2 separate regions of the Rattus norvegicus genome follow, and region 2 is linked to region 1. Evidence: chromatin contacts called from public Hi-C data. All regions are on one chromosome and are shown on one strand. Each heading gives the region's core, a stretch centred on a gene start, on an enhancer-like site or on the middle of the called end of the contact. The rest is flanking DNA. Distances are from core to core; before and after follow the strand shown. Region 1 overlaps Evi5l (ecotropic viral integration site 5-like). Region 2 holds the start of Snapc2 (small nuclear RNA activating complex, polypeptide 2).

Evidence for each region. A called contact is a pair of places that touch in the nucleus more often than the background predicts.
Region 2: a Hi-C map of Schwann cells shows a contact between it and region 1, with 6 times the contacts expected there. The contact joins the promoter of Snapc2 here to the enhancer-like site in region 1. A contact is called at or near these places in 9 of 12 Hi-C or Micro-C datasets (the A7r5 cell line, the Rat2 cell line, Schwann cells and 5 more) and 1 of 1 datasets of contacts at active chromatin or transcription factors (oligodendrocytes).

Annotation. Positions count from the first base shown.
Region 1 is chr12:7,340,206-7,345,356 of GRCr8, reverse strand. It overlaps Evi5l (ecotropic viral integration site 5-like), which reads right to left. Exons shown (of 19, transcript XM_039089908.2): 7 at 4,408-4,551; 8 at 4,086-4,175; 9 at 2,288-2,385; 10 at 2,136-2,196. Among named protein-coding and RNA genes, the nearest start is that of Prr36, 23 kb to the left of the region's middle. Within about 2 kb of position 2,041, at least 49 of the 93 cell types and tissues checked have an H3K27ac peak or open chromatin away from gene starts, as enhancers often do. A contact at or near this core is called in Schwann cells, hepatocytes and liver, where this site is marked.
Region 2 is chr12:7,401,343-7,406,493 of GRCr8, reverse strand. Snapc2 (small nuclear RNA activating complex, polypeptide 2) reads right to left here and starts at 2,574. Exons shown (of 5, transcript NM_001415804.1): 1 at 2,316-2,574; 2 at 1,570-1,689; 3 at 1,346-1,414; 4 at 521-902; 5 at 1-391. The coding sequence starts at 1,408. The coding sequence ends at 66. LOC120095870 (a long non-coding RNA gene) reads left to right here and starts at 898. Exons shown (of 2, transcript XR_005491762.1): 1 at 898-1,019; 2 at 1,530-3,040. Tgfbr3l (transforming growth factor beta receptor 3 like) reads right to left here. Exons shown (of 7, transcript NM_001401205.1): 6 at 5,010-5,081; 7 at 4,440-4,607. The coding sequence ends at 5,014.

The DNA.
Region 1 (5,151 bases), core at 792-3,291:
TACCCCTCCTTTTTAAACCTGGAAGCCGACAATGTGGCTAGGCTGGCTTGCAGGGACCTGTCTGCCTGTCTCTGTGTGTCTGTGGATGGACTGAAGGAACACTCCTGCTCCTGGCTCTTTTACGTGGGTCCTGGGGATTGAACTCATGCATGCCCAGCAAACACTTTACCCACTGAGCCATCTCCTTTGCCCTCTTTTCATTTTGCTGCTGTTCTGTACCGAGGATGGAGCCCATGGCCTCGTGTGTGCTGGGCAAACCCTCACCACTAAGCTACAGCCCCAGCCTCAACGAACGCTTCCTTCAAAGGCAGTGTCTATGCACCTTTGCATAGTGTAGTTGTCTAAGTCTTGCCTTATCCGATGCAAGCAAATAAGGGATTTGTTTCTGTTACTTTATTTGGCTTTTGTGAGACAGGGTTTCTCTGTATAGCTCTGGCTGTCCCATAACTTGCTCTGTTGACCAGGGTGACCTCAAAACTGAGAGATTCACCTGCCTCTGCCTCCGAGTGTTGGGATTAAAGGCATGCATCACCACCTCCCAGCATCAAATCAGGATGTTTTAAGACAGGCTAAAAGTGAGAGACCAAACTGCAGGACACTTGTAAGATACCCTGTGAGGAGACATCTGCCTGACTCTTCAAGGCCTCTGGTGAAATCTCTTCTCAGGGGAAACTTTCAGTCTGGCCTGTGGTCTCAAGGTCTATGGCATTCTTGTCTATTCTGGGCCTCACAGTCTCCTGATGAGAGCAGGCCGCTCATCTGCACACAGCAAAAACCACATTTGGTCTAGTGCAACACTTCCTTGTGAGATGGCTCACAAACCCAGGATGGAAATCTTTCTGGAAGCCTCAACAGGGCCAAGTGCTTCAGCTTGCGGCACAGGCCTCTGCCCCTGACTTCCCACAGGAGGTAGAAACAATGCACTGGAGGCGGACAGTGACAGGAACATCACAGCAAAGCTCCAAGGCTCAGAGAGGTGAATTTACCTGCCAGGGCCACACAGCTGGTCTTCAGTGGGACACCAGTGCTAACCACTTTGATTCATCAAGTGTGGAGGACAAAACCAGGTCTATATGGAGGTTCGTGTCCTTGCCTGTCCCCTATATTGGGTTGTAGGGTCCTTAACCTGGCTAGCAGGCTTTGGGAACGTGTAGCTAGCTGGTCAGTTGGAGTAGGTGGGTATGAGCTTTTCTTTCTCCTCTCTTCTACATCCTGGCCCTGGGTTGTACCTGGCAGCACCTGGGCTTCCTTGGAAAGATATTGAGGGACTCTCAATGCTCAAGAGTGCCTTTATCTGGGAAGCCAGGTCCTTGTCACTTAAGACTAGGTCTCATCTTTGTTTCAATAGATGTTTGTTGGGGTTGGGGATTTAGCTCAGTGGTAGAGCGCTTGCCTAGGAAGTGCAAGGCCCTGGGTTCGGTCCCCAGCTCCGAAAAAAAAGAATCAAAAAAAAAAAAAAAAAGATGTTTGTTGGATGAATGGCTAAAATCACATGAAGAGGGGTGAAGAGGCCATTGAGAGGTAAGTTTGGTTTTGGACGTTTTGTGCACTCAAGGAACTGACGCTGGGCTGGCTGGCTGCTACAGTACAATCAGGACCCTGAGTGGATGACCATACCTTAGCCTACATAGCCTGCTTGCCTGAGCCTTTCTCCTTAGCTCCCAACCTCTGTGTCCCCAGGGTGTTCTCCTGTCCACCAGGCACATTCTTCTATCCTAGGCCCTCTACACTGGACTCTTGGACCTAGAGTGTCTCCCCAGATGCGACTGTCTCTTGTATGACTATATCCGGAGCACTCTGGAATCCACACTATTTCAGTGATTTATTGACTATCGCCCCATGACATGGGGGGTTCGGGGACATGAAAGCAAGGAACTTTGACTGTCTTGTTTACTGTTGTGAGGCCAGCTTTGAGGACATGCCAATTGGGGAATGCGCTCCCACGCGGGGCTGGCAGGTGAAGGAAGGGGCAAGTGAGCGAGGGTAATCCGGAGCCAGAAGTTGTCCGCCCAGGCCAGCCCGTTCTATCCGTGCATGCGCTAGCTAGGACTGCCCTCTAGCGGGCAGCTCTGGCTTTGCGAGGGAAAGCCTCAAGGCAGCCCATCTTTGCCCTCCCTCACGCCTCTGGAACTCACTTTGATCTCGATCTGCTCCTCCATCTCCTTACTCTTCATAGCTGCGTACTCCTTCTCCAGCCTGCGGGGACGGGGCACACGGTCAAAGTCCCGCCTCCCTGAGGTGAGGAGGGCTTCCCTTTTGAGTTCTCCGTTCGTTCCCGGGCACTGACCTCTTCATCTTTTTAGGGTTGTACTTGACCTGGTAAGCCTTGAGGACCAGCTTGTCTGGGCAGCTGTCAAACTGGTGGGGGATCACTCTCTGGAAGTACTGTGGAGACACAGAGAGTTACGATCACTTGGGTCCCGGCCACCAGGGTTTGCCTAGGCTCCCACTGTATCCTGCTACTGCCTGGGGCTTCCCTTTGTCTCAGCCATCTGGGCTGTCTGTCTTTGGTTACTCAGCCAATGTATGTTTTTAAAGATATTTATTTATTTATTTATTTATTTATTTATTTATTTATTTATTTATTTATTTATTTATTTATTTATTTATTTATTGTACACTGTAGCTGTCTTCAGACACCAGAAGAGGGCATCAGATCTCACTACAGATGGCTATGAGCCACCATGTGGTTGCTGGGATTTGAACTCAGGACCTCTGGAAGAGCAGTCAGTGCTCTTAACCACTGAGCCATCTCTCCAGTCCCCAAGCCCCCTTTTTTTGTAGTGCAAATGAATTGACTGTAGGAGAAGGAACAACTAGGGAAGGAGGGAGACCTGCCTTCCCAGCATGCTTTCTGGTAAGCTTGAGAAAATCAGGCGGGTTGAAAGTGGGGATCAGCTTGGCCTGTAAAGGAATGTACTGCCCAGGGCCTGACCTGAGTTCTATCCCTGGAACCAACAATGGAAAGAGTAAGAGAGAACTCAGAGTGGAAACAGAATTGAACTGTGAGTATTGTGAGCCATGAGCCACCTTCTTCTCTCTCCCTCTCCCCACCCCCACATTGACCCTAACAATAAATAAAACTAAGACAATCAGGCTAGAGGACCTCCTGAAGGCAGGGCTGGGATGAATGGGGTCTGAGCATGGGGGAACTCTCCTTAGGAAGTGGGTAGACAAGCCCAGAGGTCCTATTCCTCTGCCCAGCTGCTCCAGTCAGGCAGCCTCGGACAATGTATGCCCGTGTTCGCAGACACAACTGTGGTCTTTGTGCATTCTTTCCTGAAGCACCAGCTGGAAGATGCTGGGAGGGTTAGGGGCCTGTGTCATGGGGAAACCATGGTGAGGGCAAAGCTGGCTTCTGATTTAGCAGGCTGTGCCAGGGGAAGGCACAGGCAGGGAGGAGCACGGTAGGAGGCTACCTCAAGATACCTGGCTCCTTTCTGTACCCCCAGGCTGAAAGCTGAGATGAAAACATACTAAACACCTCTCAAAGTCAGCCAGGGGTTACTTTGCAGGCAAGCTCTGGGGACCTGCAGCAGTGGGTAGGAAAGAGTCAGTAGGACCTCCCCAGACCAGCTGCTGTTGGCTTCTTCTTCTCCCCAGTGCTAGGTTGCTGGCTCTGGGTTCTATCTGACAGAGCCTGGGGTTCCTCAGGGCAGAAAGGATCCCAGATGCTCAAGAGTGACTTCTATTGGGAAGTCACTCCTCCCCCACCCCCCATCACTTAGAATCTTGGTTTGTTTTTTGTTTTGGTTTCCTTTTTTTCAATACTGAAACTTAAGCTCAGAGATCTGCCTGCCTCTGCCTCTCAGGTGCTGCAATTAAAGGTGTGCACCACCACTGCCTGGCCTATTTCTTAGAATCTTGTACAGCTCAGGTTAGCCTTGAACTTCTGACTCACCTGCCTTCACATCCTGCGTGATGGGATTAAAACCGTGCATCATCATGCCTGTCTATACAGTGCTGTGGGATGGAACCCAGGGCTTCATGCATGCTAGGCAAGCACTCTACCAACTAGCCACATCCCCTCTTGTCACATGGAAAGGACTCCTGTGCCTGTCACCTTCCCAGCCCACCTGACCCACCTGGGACATGCCCTCCATGTCCAGCTGCATCAGCTCTGTCTGGTTCACTTGCAGCAGGGCAAGGCCGACTCGGAACACAATCTCCAGTCCCTGCAAAGTCAATCACAGTCCCATGAGCCTCTGTCCTCTCACCTGAAGGCCCCTGTCCTCCCATCAATAACCCTTCACCAACGAGCTTCCTGTCCTCCCACCAGGAGGCTCAGACCCTCCTTGCACTCTAGCCCTTCCTTTGTCCTGTCAGTCATGACTTCTTTTGGAGGTGGGCTGTGATTCCCTCCACATGCAGAGTGGAGTGGGCCAGGGTGTCCTGCAGGGCACTCACCTCATACATAAAGATGTCAAAGACCCGGGTAGCAACAGGCAGGGGAAAGGTGGTGAGGAAAAGCGTGAGGAACCAGGATGATGCATACATGGATGTGTGGAAGCTCTGTGAGCGGAAGTGGGTGTTCAGGTCCGGAAGCTGCTCCTGTGTGGGGAGGGGGAGGCTGGTGGGCACCGAGAGGGAAGTATTGGGCCTCGGTGCCTCTCACCTCCAAGGAGTGTTTGCTGACCTACCCTGGGCAGCCCAGATTTCTCCTGGGTCCTCTTTTAGCTACTGTGTTTGGGGGGAAGCTGGGGCATACTGGACCTTTGAGTGCCTTGGGGCTACAAGCAGGGCCTGGGAAAATGGGATTGACCTCAACTTCAGGCTGTTAGATAGTAGCAGACCACTGGGGAAAGGGAGCTGGAGAAGGCATCAGAACTCTGGGCTTCCTCTGTGCTCACAGTTACACATTTGCTTGGCTGTGTAAACATTAGGCTGTGAAAGTCTCCAGTCTTCCGCTTGGGGTTATAATTGCTTCTTAGCTTTGAGGAGGGCAGATGCTGGGGATCAAATTGTTTTTTTTATCTGTGTGTATGTATAGGAGGCTTGTATGTGTTCATATGTGTATACATGTAAAGGGTTATGTGGAGGCCAGAGGTTGACGCTGCTGTCTTCTTCCTGGAACTTGCTCTGAAGATCAGGCTGGCTTATGAACTCACAGTGATCTGGTTGCCTCTTCCTCCCGAGTGCTGGAATTAAAGG
Region 2 (5,151 bases), core at 1,325-3,824, 61 kb before region 1:
ACACCAGTACCAGTGCTGGACAGACGATGTAGAAAGAAACCAGCATAGCCAGCCTGCTGCATCCTTCACCTGGCAGGGGCGAGGGCCTGGCTCAGGAGGTCCAGGGGCACCAGGAATGGGTTCAGTGGGCAGACCCCAGCTGCTTTCCAGGTCAGCCTCGGTTCTGTGGGCTCAGAAGCTTGAGGACTGCCTTGGCCAGTCTCTTCTGGCCCCGTGGAGTCAGTCCCTCCATCTTCAGTCCCCGGCCTGGGCCTCTTTTCTCTATCGAGAGAGGCCTGGGGAGCCGTCAGTTGAGCATATGTTTTAGTCAGATGGTCCACCAGGGCTGTGCAAGGCAGGTGGGGCAGTTCCTCTGCAAGTGACATGAGCAGGTTAAGGACCACGGCGGACTCTGATAGAAGGAAGAGGGAAGAATGAGAGAGGTCACAGTTTTTACATCCCCCCCCAACTACCTCCCCTCCCCCAGACTCTCCCCACACCCACACACAGTATAGCCCCTCTCCTCTCTAGTAGCTCCTACCAACTGCTGAGAGCTCAGGGCCATGGCCACCTCTGGAGGAGGAGGACAGGTATTTGTAGATCTTCTCAAAGTCCACGGCAAAGTCTCTCTCTGTGGAGGATCCAGCCAGGGACTCAGTTGGTGCATCAGGGTCAGGGACAGAGACCTCTGGGACAAGGCCAGAGGTCTCAGGGTTGGTACCGGAGGCCTTAGGTTCAGGGACAGAGGCCTCAGGAGTGGGGTCAGCAGCAGTCATAGGTTCAGGCCCAGAACCTTCAGGGGCAGGATCCTTCTGCGCATCTTGGGTGCTCAAGAACACCAGTGCCCTTCCACAGGCCTTTGTGGGCTTGCCTGGCTTGGAATGCAGGAGGCTGAGAGGTTCCGCAGCAGCAATGGTGAGTACCTAACAGGGAAGCGCCATCGGGGAAGGAAAGGAAGAAGTCTTTCATCTCTCATCGCTAGGCCTAGAATGAGCCCTCCACCTCTGCACACTCGCCAAGTCCTTCATGGCATTCTGAAGGTGACCCACACAAGAGATGGCCATAGATACTATGGCTCAAGTGTCAGTGCCTGCCTGGAGCTACTGACTTTACACCAGGACCCAGGATCCAGATCTATATTCCTTCCTTTCTCTTCTCTTCTCTTTTCTTTTCTTTTGTTTTCAGGTAGTGTTAAGAGGGGCCTGGCAATTCTCTACTCCTTCAAATTTGGAGATTGTATACAATACCACTACCTGACTAAACCTAGTGGCCCTCTACCCCTGGGTTTATTTATTTATAGGACACCCTCGTGCCCTATAGTACACTAGACATACATACACTTAGACCTGCCAAGAGAATTGTTTACCTGGGAGAAAGCTGCAGTCAGGGCTTCCTCCAGTGGGCCTGTTAATTTCTCAGCAAGATCCATCCATACCTGGGTGAAGCCAATTGGTACATGGTCAGTCTAAGGACAAGCCCCGCCCCCCCGGGGGGGGGGGAGAGTAAAGAGGGCTCCCAAGTTTTGCCCTTCCTTGTATTCCTCTGACCAGGTTATCCTTGGGCACCCCTCACCTTGCCCTCCTGCCTCACCTCTATGGGGGCTGGGAGCTGTGTCTCTCGATGCCTTGGACCATCTCTGCCACCTGGTTGCACCTTCCGAATAGCCTCTCGAACCACCCGGCCTTTGAGCTGCTGGATAAAGCGACAGATCTGGGGAGGAAGACAGGCTTTCTATGAGCTCAGAAACAGAGGCCTTGTTGTTTCCAGGCACTGCTACTGCTCCCTACCCTGGACTAGCCCAGTATTGTGCATTCCCAAAACTGCTGGGACTTGAGCCAAGGCCTCAGCATGTGACCAGCTACCTAATGAAAATGTAAAAGCTAGGCCTATTCTTGCTTCTTCCTGGGGCTGTAGTTTGCTCTTATAATGAGAACTAGCCTATTCACTTCCACTCCACCCCATTTCCTAGACTCTCACTTCGTACTCACTCTGGTTCCACCCAAATTCACTTCTTTTGTTTGTTTTTGTTAACTTTTTTGAGACAGGGCCTCTCTAAACAGCACCTGCTGTCCTGAAACTATGTAGACAGGGCTAGCCTTGAACTCAAAGAGGTCCACTAGTGAAAGGATCCCAGGTGCTGAGATTAAAGGTGTATACCACCATTCCCGACTACCAACTCTACCTTAATTCATCCTCTATTCTCACTTCCACTCACCCCCACTCTGTTATGCTCAGCCCTCCGATTTTTCCCGCCCACACTCTACAGCTTCACAACTCTCCACAGGCTCACTCCACCCAGTTGTCACACCCCGTCCCCAGCTTTCCCACTCACATACCACCTCTTCATGCTCCACTTCCAGTGTGCTTCACTCACAGAGACCCACAGTCCAGCAGGCAGTCCCGCCCCCAAACCCCCCCACCCCCTGCGCCACAGCTTCCCCAGAGCCTCACTCTAAACTTCGTTGTCACCCCGCCCCTATACAGTCAATATTCCTCCGCATCTCCATAACCCCGCCTCGAATCCCACCCACATCCCCGCCCTAAAACTCCATCTTTCACGCATATCCGGTGCGCCAATGACTTCCGCGACCGTCAACAGCCCCGGAGCTCCACCTTAGCTCGGCCATTCGGCTTCCCGGCCCCGCCCCCAGCACGGGACACCACCTCGGCCTCGCTCCGGCCTCGCAGCTCCTTGGCCAGCTCCTTGGCGTCTGGCTCCGGCTGGCCGCGCCGAGCCTGGAGTAGTCTCAGTAGGTGCCGCATCTCGCGGGGGCTCCAAGCTGTGGGGCCGGTAGCTTCACCTGTGTACCGTGCGGGGACCTTCCGCCGTCTCTGCGGTGGCTTCATGCCGGAACTCTATGGAGCTCTTTTCTGGTGGGCGGGGCTACGGAGGCCGAAGCGGTCAGACAGAGCACTATGCGTTTGATTTTATAGAGGGGGCGTGGCTCGACCAAGACTGAGGAGGGCAGAGGGACCAGAGTTTTATCTGCGTTTTATGTCACTCATGAGCTGCAGCAAAAAACTTTAAGCCCTAAATTTCCTAACTACGTCATGAAACCCATACTGTGTGCTTTGCTTTTCATAGAGAAGAGGGTAGTGGCCATCAAAAAGTGGTCATTTGTGAGGCAGTGTCTCTCTCCTTAACCCTGGCTGGTCTGGATCTCGATATGTAGACCAAGCTGGTCTCAAACTCACCAAGGTCCTCCCAAATGCTCGGTTTAAAGGCATGCTCCTTCACACCTCGCTCATTTGCTGTTCTTGCAGACAACACGTTTGGATCCTAACACAGACATGGTGGCTCATAACCAACTGCCGTCCCAAGAGCCTCCTTTTGACCTCCCAAGACACCAAGCATGCATATGGTGTACATACATACATAGAAGCAAAAGACATACATCAAAACAAATCAGCCCAGGCTTGCCAGGTGTGGTAACCACTAATCCCAGCATTAGGACTGAGACAGGAAGATCACTGAGTTTACAGGCTAGCCTGGGCTACAGTGGAAGCCTGGCTTGAAAGAAAAATAAGTCTGGGTTATGGAGCAGACAGCCCTAGACACTTTGGAGAAGAGAATTTAGGTTTAGTATTGCCAAGCCTCAGTTTCTTCATGGGCAGATTAAGCCTGAAAGTTCCTCCACCGCTGTATTTATCATCAGTCCCACCAGGCTAGTTGTATCAGCTGGTCTTCTGTAGAAGTAGGTTCCAACAGATGTGCCAGCACGTAAGTGCAAGCAGGCAAGGAAGAGCGAGCTTCCTTCTTCCAGTGTCCTTATGTAGGTCTCCAGCAAAGGTGTGTACCACCACACCTGGATCTGGGACTTGCTTTGGCCCAGGCTGACCTTGAACTCAGAGATCTCTTTGCCTTACTCTCCTGGGATTAAAGTCATGTACTGCCTTGTTTGGATCTAAGTGTTTCATGGCCACTATGCCTCAAGCTCTCCATGCCAAGATCCAGGTCAGAAACTTGTATCTCCCAGCCTCAATGTCTGGATCACAGGTGAGCCCTCTGGATTGTGGTCAATCCAGATATAGTCGAGTTGACAACCAGGAATAGTCATTACATTTGCTTATGCCAAGATGGAAAGAGGGTCTGGGTAGGTGGGACTCAAGAGGGACCCAGAGACCTGAATGAAGGTAGGGTCTAGGGATGGGAGTGAAGAGCTAAGAAAGTCCAACTTAGGGGAGAGCAAAGGAGCAGACGAGCTGCTACTGAGGGGAGGAAGAAAGTAGGATTCAGTTTAAACTTAAGCTGGCCAGGTTGCGTGTCATCTTCTGTGCCGGGCAAATGGCCCATGCTTCTTGCCTATAGGCAGGGTTCATGGGGGTTGGAGTCTCACACCTCCATTCTGAGTCTTTCCCAGTCACAAATCTTCCCATGTCTGGTCCCAAGGCACAGCCTGGGACCTCCCCTCCCTTCACCACCACCCCTACCCATGTTTGGGAGCACACTGACTCCACTAGAAGTTAGCAGGTCACCAATTTATTTTGAACAGGGGAGTGAGGACAAGGAGGGAGGGAGGGAGGGAGGAAGGAAGGGAGGCAGGGGAGACGTGCATGCAGGATTCCTTCCAAAGGGAACTGAAATCATGGCTGGATGAATCTCAGAACCTCACTGGGGCATGCCATCTCTAGAGAGGGGGTGAGAGAGACTCAGAATGGGAAAGCACTATTCAGGTCACATTTTCCCGATAAACTTTGACTTCCTCCACCAATCTACGTACTGGTGTGTGTGAGTCTAGGAGCTGTGTACATCCCTCTTACTTATCTGTTTAAGTCTTAAGGACCCCTTTCCTCACGGCTGGTGACCCCACCTCCCAAATCCAATTTCCAGCTTCACCTCGACAAGTTACTTAACCTCTAAAAATAGTTTTCTTATCTCTAATGGACATTTTAAAAGTATCCATCTGAATGTTGTTCAAAAGAATGGATGTACAAAGTACTCGGAGTCCCACAAGTAAACCCTGTGAACGACCCAAACCACCATGTCCCTCTTCTAGCTCTTGCTTCGGATCTTCACACCCAGTACTTACCTGACTACTGGGGCCTCTGGAGCTGGGGGCCGCTGAGCGAAGCTCTACGAGGCTGGCCTGGAGGTGGGGGTGCTGAAAGAAGACTCCAGCTAGAACAGGAGTTCCCTGTGCCCTGCGCCAGGTTAAGTGCGCCCCCTAGTGG